Regions from separate parts of the Bos taurus genome. Here region 1 is linked to region 2. Evidence: chromatin contacts called from public Hi-C data. All regions are on one chromosome and are shown on one strand. The core of a region is the stretch at or near the end of the contact, and the rest is flanking DNA. Distances in the headings are between cores, read along the strand shown. Region 1 holds the start of LOC100139670 (interferon-induced protein with tetratricopeptide repeats 1). Region 2 has its middle 16 kb from the start of IFIT2.

Evidence for each region. A called contact is a pair of places that touch in the nucleus more often than the background predicts.
Region 1: a Hi-C map of blood shows a contact between it and region 2, with 3 times the contacts expected there. The contact joins the promoter of LOC100139670 here to the enhancer-like site in region 2. A contact is called at or near these places in 7 of 11 Hi-C or Micro-C datasets (blastocyst, blood, liver and 3 more).

Annotation. Positions count from the first base shown.
Region 1 is chr26:11,066,753-11,072,354 of ARS-UCD2.0, reverse strand. LOC100139670 (interferon-induced protein with tetratricopeptide repeats 1) reads right to left here and starts at 4,025. Exons shown (of 3, transcript XM_059881981.1): 1 at 3,927-4,025; 2 at 2,851-3,016. The coding sequence starts at 2,855. It also overlaps a transcript of LIPA not described here.
Region 2 is chr26:11,009,767-11,014,911 of ARS-UCD2.0, reverse strand. It overlaps a transcript of LIPA not described here. Among named protein-coding and RNA genes, the nearest start is that of IFIT2, 16 kb to the left of the region's middle. Within about 2 kb of position 3,506, at least 1 of the 102 cell types and tissues checked has an H3K27ac peak or open chromatin away from gene starts, as enhancers often do. A contact at or near this core is called in blood, where this site is marked.

The sequences.
Region 1 (5,602 bases), core at 2,776-5,275, 57 kb before region 2:
CTATAGTACAACATCGAAACTAGGAAACTGACAGTGGTACAATATGCACACTGTTCATTTTTCATTCCTACTAGTAACGTATGCTTCCCTGGTGGCTCAAACGGTAAAGAATTCGCTTGCAGTGCTGGAGACCCAGGTTCAATCCCTTGATTGGGAAGATCCCCTGGAGAAGGGAATGGCAATCCACTCCAGTATTCTTGCCTGGAAAATTCCATAAACAGTGGAGCCTGGCAGGCTACAGTCCATGGAGTCGCAAAGAATCAGAAACAACTGAGTAACTAACACACATACAGAGTAATGTATGAATGATCTAGTTCTTTGTATTCTTACCAGAATTTGATATTTCCACTTTTTTAAAGAAAATGTTATTAGCTCTTTTAATAGATGTAGAGGTAGCTCTTTGTGGTCTTAGTTTGCATTTCCCTAATGCTAGTGATTTTGAACCAGAGAAGGCAATGCACTCCACTTGGCCTTCTCTGACATCATCTGTTGGGGGACGGAGTGGAAGAGTCCAGATGCCTAGCTCATAGCCTGGTGAGAATAGAAGTCTTGGCTACCCACTCAGCCTTTACTAGCAGAGTTGGGAATGGGGCCTTAGTTTTTGTTTGACTTTTTCTGTGGTATTTGGCTAGAGTAGTGGTTGTTTATAAATTTTTTGTTTTGCTAGACTGTCTCCTTTTTGGGTCCTTTGGCTAGAGAGAGCAGGTTTTTCATGGGACTTTTCTATTCATGCCTACCAGCATTTCTAGGTTTCTGGCTTCTCCAGTACTCAGTCTGGGATATATGCAGAAAGGAGGAATATCCATATACAAAAGATTGAAGTTGGACCTGTTCCTTATATACAAAAAATGAATTCAAAATGTGTCAAAGATCTAAATGTAACATCTAAAGCTATAACAATCTAGAAACAAAACAGGGAAAAAGCTCCATGACATTGGATTTAGCAATAATTTCTTGGATATGCTAAAAACAAAGGTAACAAAAGTAAAAATAAACAAGTTGAGCTTTAGCAAAACTAAAAAGTTTTGTGCATCAAAGGGCAGTATCAATAGAATGAAAAGACATCCCACAGAATGGGAGAAAATGTTTTCAAATCATGTACCTGATAAGGGATTAATATTTAGACTAATAAGCAGCTCCTACAATTTAACAACAGAAAAACAGATAACTGATAAAAAGAATGGGCAAAGGACATGCATAGACATTTCCCTAAAGAAAATATACAGATGGCCAGTAAGTACATGAAAAGATGTTCAACATCACCAGTCATTAACGAAATGTGAATCAAAACCATAATAAAATACCTCTACACATCCATTAGGATGGGTATTTATCAAAAACACAGAAAATACCAAATGTTGTCAAGGATGTGGAGAAATTAGAACCCTTGTGCATTGCTAGGGAGAATGTAAAATGGGGCAGCTGCTGTGGAAAATGATGATTCCTCAAAAAATTAAATATAGAATTATCATATACTTCATTAGTTCCACTTCTGGTAGATACCCAAAATAAAGCAAAGACTTGAATAGATATTTGTATACTTATATTCATAGCAGCATTATTCACAGTGGGAGAAACCCAAGTGTTCTCCAGTGGGTGAATGGATAAGCAAAATGTAGTCAGTGCATACAATGGAATATTATTCAGCTTTAAAATGGAAGTACATTCTGACACATGCTTCAGTATGGATGAACCTTGAAGGCATTAAGTTAAATAAGTCAGTCACAAAAGGCCGTGTGTTGTATGCTTCCATATATATGAAATATCCACAATAGACAAATCTATAGAGACAGAAAGCAGATTAATGGTTACCAGGTCCTGGAGTGAAGGATGAGAGGTGAGTGACTTCTCAGAGTGACGAAATTTTCTTAAAGTAGATAGTGGTGATGGTTGCACTACATTGTTGTACTAAATACTGCAAAATTGTATACTTAAAATAGTTAAAGCTATGGTTTTTCCAATAGTCACGTATGGATGTGAGAGTTGGACTATAAAGAAAGCTGAGCGCCAAAGAATTGATGCTTTTGAACTGTGGTGTTGGAGAAGACTCTTTAGAGTCCCTTGGACTGCAAGGAGATCAAACCAGTCATTTGTAAAGGAAATCAGTCCTGAATATTCATTGGAAGGACTGATGCTGAAGCTGAAACTCCAATACTTTGGCCACCTGATGCAGAGAACTGACTCATTGGAAAAGACCCTGATGCTGGGAAAGATTGAAGGCAGGAGGAGAAGGAGTTTACAGAGGATGAGATGGTTGGATGGCTCACCGACTTGATGGCCGAGAGTTTGAACAAGCTGCAGGAGTTGGTGATGGACAGGGAAGCCTGGCATGCTGCAGTCCTTGGGGTCACAAAGAGTCGGACACAACTGAATGACTGAACTCAACTGAACTGAAAACAGTTAAAATGGTAAATTTTATCATACATGTATTTTATCACTATAAAAATTCATGTTACTAGCCTGAGTAAAAATTCTGCAAATTATGTAAATATGCATGCATGCATGCTAAGTTGCTTCAGTTGTGTCTGACTCTTTGCAACCCCATGGACTATAGCCCACCAGGCTCCTCTGTCCGTGGGATTCTCCAGGCAAAAATACTGGAGTGGGTTGCCATACCCTCCTCTAGGGGATCTTCCTTTAAAATATAAAAGCTAATTACTATGCCATCTGAAATGATCTCATGAACCTCCGTTGGTACCTTTTAAGAAACATCAGTTTAAAGATTAAATAAGGTATCATTGAATAGAGACTCTGGTTCATGTCTAGCTCTATCACTTATTATCTGTGTAGTCTTAACTTTTTAATTTAAAATTCGTTATTGGCAAAAAAAAGTATAATACGAGTACTTGCCTCATAAGTTTCTTTTGTAAATGTAATAATTTACATAATACTTTGGAAGCCAGGCTGGCACTTGATAAGCATCCAGGACATGATATCTACTTTTCTATTATTATGATGATGATTTTTGTTGCTGTTGTTATTATTTTCTTATCAGTGATAATCCACTCTTATTTGTCTGTGAACCAAAGGAGGGGAGAAGGGTTGACAATAGGTCTGTAATTATGCATTTTCTGAAACTGTTGCCCCTTCAAAGTTTTGTACACTGGAACACTGAGGGCAAATTTGCAGGCCAATATTAATGTTTTTTTGATCTGATAAGATCCAAGGTTCTTTGAATCAAGATTCAGTTTAGATAATACAGTTTACTTTAGGCCCTTTAGCTAAGGAAGATGTGGGAGTTCCCAAGCACAGAACTCTAGCCGAGCCCTGTGAACAGGAGGCTGTCAAGGATCGCAGGCCACCTGGCTGCCCCAGAGGACAGTTAACCTGCGAATCTTAGATCCAGTCAGATTGACAAAGCCTGACATAGGAGCCCAGCAGTGCAGATAGTGAGACCAGATGCCAGCAGAGAAAGGTCTTGTTCTCTAAGCAGTGAGCATCTCTTCCTCATCCACCACAATATTTCTCTCAAGATAGCTGAGAGACGCCACTGCTGTGGCTCACACAGCTGTGTGCACTCTACTTTTTTCCTCCTGTCGAGGAGCCAGAAAGCAACATCTGTATCCAGATTAACTGTCCATTCCCCCCCTAGCTCAGACAGAAGGGAGATTGGTGGAAAATTGTTTCAGAGACTGGGATTGTTCTCTCCCTTCCACCCTTTCTGTTTCCCTCCCTTTCTTTGGGTTTCAGCAAATTCCTCAGGAAGATGCTGACAAAGAAGGAAAATGAACTGATAAAACAGTTTATGGGCATGTATGAATGTGCATGTGTGTGAGTGCACTCACGTATACGTTCAGTCCGAAACAGTTGGTCAAATAGAAAAATAAGGAAATGGCATCACCGAGACTAAGTCTGTTGATATAGTATGGTTAAAATTTTTTCCAGAAGCTTTATACAGAAAGGCAGAGAAACAGAGAAAGGCTTACCTCATGGTTGCTGTGAATTAGGCAGCAGTTCTGCAATGCTTTGTCTAGCTGGATGGTCTTCTCTGAGGTCTGTTCTGTCCGTCTTACGGATTTTCAGATAAATTTATGCCCCAGGTCAGGGCTATATATGGGAGATGAACCACAGCTAATGATGTAACTTGTGGGTGTGTTTTTGCAACGATAAGTTGGAAACTGAAAGTAGAAAGTGAAATTAAAGTAGGCAGAATTGCAGAAAATGAAACTTAAACAGCTAATGCTTCCTTTGTTGTTTTGAAAATGGATTGAGAAAAGGCTGGTGGAAAGCAGCTTTTTGATGTACTGATTCCTCTCTTCGGGAATTAGCAAGCTCCTGCAGATGGTGAAGGACAGGGAAGCCTGGGGGGCTATAGTTGATGGGGTCCCAAAGAGTCAGACATGACTGAGCGACTGAATGACAACAAATTCCTCTCAGACTTTGTAAGGCCTTTTAGAAACCCAGGAACTAAGAGATGCCAGTAATGTAGAGTCCACTGAACCTAGAGCCAGGGAGTCCTGTGAAAATTGGCTCTGTGAACTGGCCAAAGTCATGCCCTCAATCTGTGCCTTTGTTTGCTCATCTGGAAACAGACATTGTTCTTTATATGGTATAAAATTCTGCAAGTCAGTAAACTGGAGCCTTAACTCAAATTTGTTCCTCTTCTCTGAGAGATCAGTCTTACTAATTATTTTGTGCTTTTGCATACCCTTCTTTCTGGAGAATGATCAGTGATTTAAAAAAAAGAGTCCTAAAACTGCTTATTTGTTCATGGGAACCAAGAAAATCTGCTAGAATCTTGAGACTTCAAATAAAACATGTTGGGCCTGAATGAAAATATTTCCTTATTTGTAATGCCCTCTGTTGTAGCCATCTAAAGTGTTCGTATTCACTAGACATGATTATCATATCTGTGTAAGACTGTTATCCTCTTGGTGCCCATGGCATCCACTTTGGCCTGCCTCAGCCTGGCCTGTGTAATCTTACAGAGTCATGGTGCTTGTGGTAAGAGGTTGAGAAGAGTAAGTGCTGATATGATGGAAAAACCCGAATGAATTTTTGGCCAATCCAGTACTTAGCAACTACTTGGCACATAAAAGCTTGCAAATAAAAGGTGACTATTGATGATGGTGGTAATAATAGTAGTAGTAGTAGTGGTATTTTCTGTCATCAAGTTTAAATAGTGCTTTCTTAAAAAAAAACACACACAACACCTATATTCTTTCTTTTAAAAAAGAATCAGAAAAGGAGGAACTGTAAGAATGTGTTCCTCTTAGAAACACTTAAACACACTGCCAAATCTAAACCCTTCCTGCTTAATCCCTCCCACCCAGCTCATCTGCCATGTCATCCTGAACTGGTTAGAAAGTTCTACACAAATAAAAATTTCTGAATAAACTGTATTCTAATAAATGTTCAGGCAATAAGCAGATGCCAAGATAAATTAATTAGAGAGCCAACCTCTCTTTGCAGGGGAGTGAGATGTCTTTGGAATTCGTGTGAAGAAAAACAGTTGGGTTTGTAATTTTCCAGGGCACTAGATAGAACGCAGAGACGCACACAAAACGTTTATCGCACCATTGCCATGAATTTGGCAGCAGTCCTGGGTCTATGGGACTGTGGCTTGGACTGATTAGATATTCGGAATCTTGCCTCGTGTCTC
Region 2 (5,145 bases), core at 2,257-4,756:
CTCACATCTATACATGACTACTGGAAAAACCATAGCCTTGACTAGATGGACCTTTGTTGGCAAAATAATGTCTCCGCTTTTGAATATGCTATCTAGGTTGGTCATGACTTTCCTACCAAGGAGTAAGCGTCTTTTAATTTCATGGCTGCAGTCACCATCTGCAGTGATTTTGGAGCCCCAAAAATACAGTCTGACACTGTTTCCACTGTTTCCCCATCTATTTCCCAGGAAGTGATGGGACCGGATGCCATGATCTTCGTTTTCTGAATGTTGAGCTTTAAGCCAACTTTTTCACTCTCCTCTTTCACTTTCCTCAAGAGGCTTTTTAGTTCCTCTTCACTTTCTGCCATAAGGGTGGTGTCATCTGCATATCTGAGGTTATTGATATTTCTCCTGGCAATCTTGATTCCAGCCTGTGTTCTTTCAGCCCAGCGTTTCTCATGATGTACTCTGCATATAAGTTAAATAAGCAGGGTGACAATATACAGCCTTGATGTACTCCTTTTCCTATTTGGAACCAGTCTGTTGTTCCATGTCCAGTTCTGTTGCTTCCTGACCTGCGTACAGGTTTCTCAAGAGGCAGGTGAGGTCGTCTGGTATTCCCATCTCTTTCAGAATTTTCCACAGTTTATTGTGATCCACACAGTCAAAGGCTTTGGCATAGTCAATAAAGCAGAATTGTGACCCCATGGACTGCAGCATGCCAGGCTTCCCTGTCCATCACCAACTCCTGGAACTTACTCAAACTCATGTCCATTGAGTTGGTGATGCCATCCAACCATCTCATCCTCTGTCGTCCCTTCTCCTCCTGCTTTCAATCATTCCCAGCATCAGGGTCTTTTCCAATGAGTCAGTTCTTTGCATCAGGTGGCCAAAGTATTGGGGTTTCAGCTTCAGTGTCCAGCCTTCCAATGAATATTCAGGACTGATTTCCTTTAGGATGGACTGGTTGGATCTCCTTGCAATCCAAGGGACTCTCAAGGGACTTCCTTATTCAACTTTCTTCAATGACTCAGCTTGAGTTTGTCAGTTTCTTGCCAGGAATCTGACTTAGAAAAAGGAAGGAAACTTTAAAAATCAGGACTCAGAACCTGAGAACTAACTGGCAGATGAAGTTACAGTATTCTTTTTGTGACCTTGTGCAAGTTGTTTAGCCTTTCTGAGCTTAGATTTCTCATCTTTTTTGTGAGGGTGTGATGAGATACATAAAAAGTGCCTGTAACATTGCCTGGCACATAGAAAGCATCTGAAAAGGCTATTTATTAGTATTGTTATCTCTATGGGTAACAATAAGTTATGTTAATCAAATGAGGCCATACACATATTCACAGCAGCCCCAGGAGGTAGGTGGTCAGTATTCCCATTTTCAGATGTGAAACTCAAAGAGCTAGTTACTTACGTAATATCACAAAGCAAATACATTGCCATTTCAATCAATCGAATGTATATGTGTATGTAGGGATGAACTGAAGCTAAGACTAGGAGGACTGATGAAAAGTTTAAGGAGAATCTATACCTAAAGACTCTCCCTCTAGTCTTTGCAACTCCCACTCCCCAATTTATGTAGAAGATGGTAGGTTTATTTTAGATAGAAGATAAAATGAAGGGGCCTGGATTGGGGTTACAGGCACAGTTGAAACTCTGGGATACTATACTGAAAACAGGAGTGCTAAATTTATGTTTGTATATCAAATTTTGAGACCGTGTCTTCTTCCTGAGTCAGATACTGCACCCAGACTTATTCCCTCCAGGCAAGAGATTAGAAGACAGTTGTGGAGGATGAGATGGTTGGATGGCATCACCGACTCGATGGACATGAGTTTGAGCAGGCTCCGGGAATTGGTGATGGACAGGGAAGCCTGGTGTGCTGCAGCCCATGGGCTGGCAAAGACTCGGACACAACTGAGTGACTGAACTGGACCGATGAAGGAAATCAGGGAAGTCCAGGGAAAAAGCCTAAAGATCATGGTCTCAGCATGACCTCAGTAAAATGGCACAGTGAGATCACCTGAAAAGGAAACCCAGTCATCTAGCCCACACACATGCTTCTGGCCAGTTAGTGTTCCACTCTTAATTCTGAATTAGAATCAAAGGATCCCCAGATAGTTTAAGAAAGCCTCAAATATAGAGGACAGTGGCCAAACACAAGCGATTTGAAGGGAGAAGAGTTAAGGCAGCAACAACAAACTACCATCAGTAAATTCAGATATTGGAGAAGACATTGCATCCATAAAATAAAATAAAATGCTATGAAAGAAGTCGAACATTTAAAGAACTTGGAGGGACTCTTGGAAATTAAAGCAACAATTGAGTGGAAAAACTCAAAAGAAAGATTAGAACAAAACAGAAAAAAATTCTTTCAAATAGAAAAACAGACTAAAAAAGGAAAATAGCATATATAAAATTTTAAAATTAGAGAATCAGACTATGAGGACCATCATCTAACCAAAGAGTGCTAGGAAGGGAGGCCAAAGAAAAATGAAAGGAAGAAAAAATTGTCAAGAAAAATCCAATAAAATTTCCCTGAGCTGAGCGGTATGTTTCCAAATGGATAAAAATAAATCCTTCCCAACTACACGATTGTAAACTTTTAGAACATACTGGTGACAAGGAGAATTCTACAGGTTCTAGGGGAAAAAGGATTAATGTAAGCAAGTATCCACATGCTACTGGACCTCTCAACAACTGGTAACAAGTATCCACATGCTATTGGACCTCTCAACAACTGGTAAAAGCTAGAAGACAGTGGAGAAATGCCTTCAGAAATACTGTGGAGAAATAGTTTCTAACTTAGAATTCTAAACATAGCCAAGTAATTATTTAAATATGAGGAAAAATATACTTTTATACATGTAAATAAAATTTCCTTTCCGTGCCCTCTTCTTCAGGAAGCTGAGAGGGATTGTCCCATCAAAATTAGGAGTGAATAAAGAAATAGAATTTAGGAGACACAGGACCCAGTGTGAGAGAATGTCCATACAATAAGAATCCACCCTACAACGTGGAGGATGTGGGTTTGATCCCTGGTCGGGGAACTAAGATCCTGCATGCTCTGGGGCAACTAAGCCTAGGCACTGCAACCAGAGAGTCAATGCGCCACAAAGAAAGATCCCATATGACACAACTAAATAAGTAAGTATAAATAAATAAATATTTAAATATTTGATGCAGTCAAATAAATATTTTTAAAAACCTTAATTAAGGGAGCTGGAGGAAGAACTCTGGATGGAGGGGAAGGGACAGAAATATCTGCTACTTTGCAGCCACCTGGAAAGCAAGCTGTGTAGAGAGGAGTGGGTCCTGTGAGTGATTTCCACAGAAATGTGAAACTGGCAGCTTACCTAATGTTTGCAAATATCTGCGGATCTTTGAAAAGATCTGCGGCTGAGAAGGTGAAAAGAAACCTAAGAAAAAGAAACTCATTTGTTTCTTTTAACTTCAGAAAAAAAAGTGGAACAGAATATAGGGAAAGAAAGGTCAGCGTTGAGCAACGGGATGATGAAAAGCAATCATAGCACCAGATGCCTCTTCTGATGACAGCAGCAGCACTGACAAATGCAATCATTCTGCCTCTGTGTGGGTTCTGAAGAAAACTCCAAGGAAGTCTGTCCTCAACGAAGTCACTTACCTTCCATCAGACACAGAAATGACAGTTCCTCCTGGGAGCCCTGGTCCCCACCCTTATCCACAGTCTCTTGTCGTGGTCCAAGGATCAGGGGAAATATTCATCTTGCCAGATTTTAGTAGCGTAAACGGTAGTGTTGGATGAGTCAATGAATACAAGGTCTAGGATGCTAAGGGGCAGACATCAATCAAAATAATTTTTTTTTAATTCTTTTATATCCTAATCAAGATAGTATAGACAATGACCTGCTCTGGTTTCTTAGCTGTTCAATGCAGAGGTCTCTCTTTGTAATTTGTGAGCTGCTTTTGAGGACTGAGCAGAGCAGAGACTTGAACATCCCCCCTTCTAAGAGGATCAACACTAAAGGCTGTCTGGACTCAGGTACCATGAATGTATCCTGTGTCCATGAATATAGTCCTTTCCCTCGAGGTCACGTCTACTTCTCTAATTATACCCAAATGACTGACAACGTCTACAGCCATATATAAGTTTCTCATTTTCATTTGGGTTTTCATTCTCTTGTCTCTAACAAAGACAATTCAAAGCAACAAATGTGCAAATATTCTTACAGTAGAGTGCAAGACCAGGGATAATCCTTGCTCTATTTTAGATTCTTATTATTTAAATTATATCTCATGCAAAGCATTGAAACATTTCAAATAGCCAAAAAATACCTCAGTGGGTGCCTGTATTTTGTCCAGGGATTACTAGCACACCATCAGCAGTTTCTTCCAGATGCTGAGTGTCAAGGATCCCAGGAATGGGATTCACAGCTATAATAATGTTCTCTAGGAGAGATTTCTAACTTTTTTAAAGGGCCAGATGGTAAATATTTTCAGCATTGTGGGCAATACAGTCTCTGCCTCAACTCCTTAACTCTGTTGTTAAGGTGCAAAGGCAGTCATAGACAATATATGTTCCAGTAAAACTTGTTTACATAAGCAAGTAGCTGATTATACTGAGTCCACTAGCTGTTGGGAGTTAGTCCTTGCTCTGTGGCCCAATATGTTCTTCATAGTCACAGAGCATCTTGAGGAAATGGCACCTAATGTGGCTCAGTGGTAAAGAATCTTCCTGCCAGTGCAGGAGACGCATGGGACATGGGTTTGATTCCTGGGTTGGGCAGATCCCCAGAAAAGTAAATGGCAACCGACTCCAGTATTCTTGCCTGTGAAATTCCATGGACAGAGAAGCCTGGCTGGCTATAGTCCATGGGGTTGCCAAGAGTCAAACACACTGGAGCACAGCACAGCAACAGTTATCCAGTCTACCTCCTTTTGCTTCGAATTTCTGTTATTACTACAAATGACCTAAAGCTCAGGAAAATGTCATTGAACATCCCAAACATACCATCTCCATCTATACATTGGCTAAATCTTTCGACCAAGTGATCAATATAGTCCTGACAATTGTGACCTGAGCCTGTCCTTAGCAGGGTCCTCGATGCTCCCCTTTACAATATTTTTCCTAGCAGACCTCTTTCCTGGGTGTCAAAAATGTATTAGTTGTCAGCTCTGATT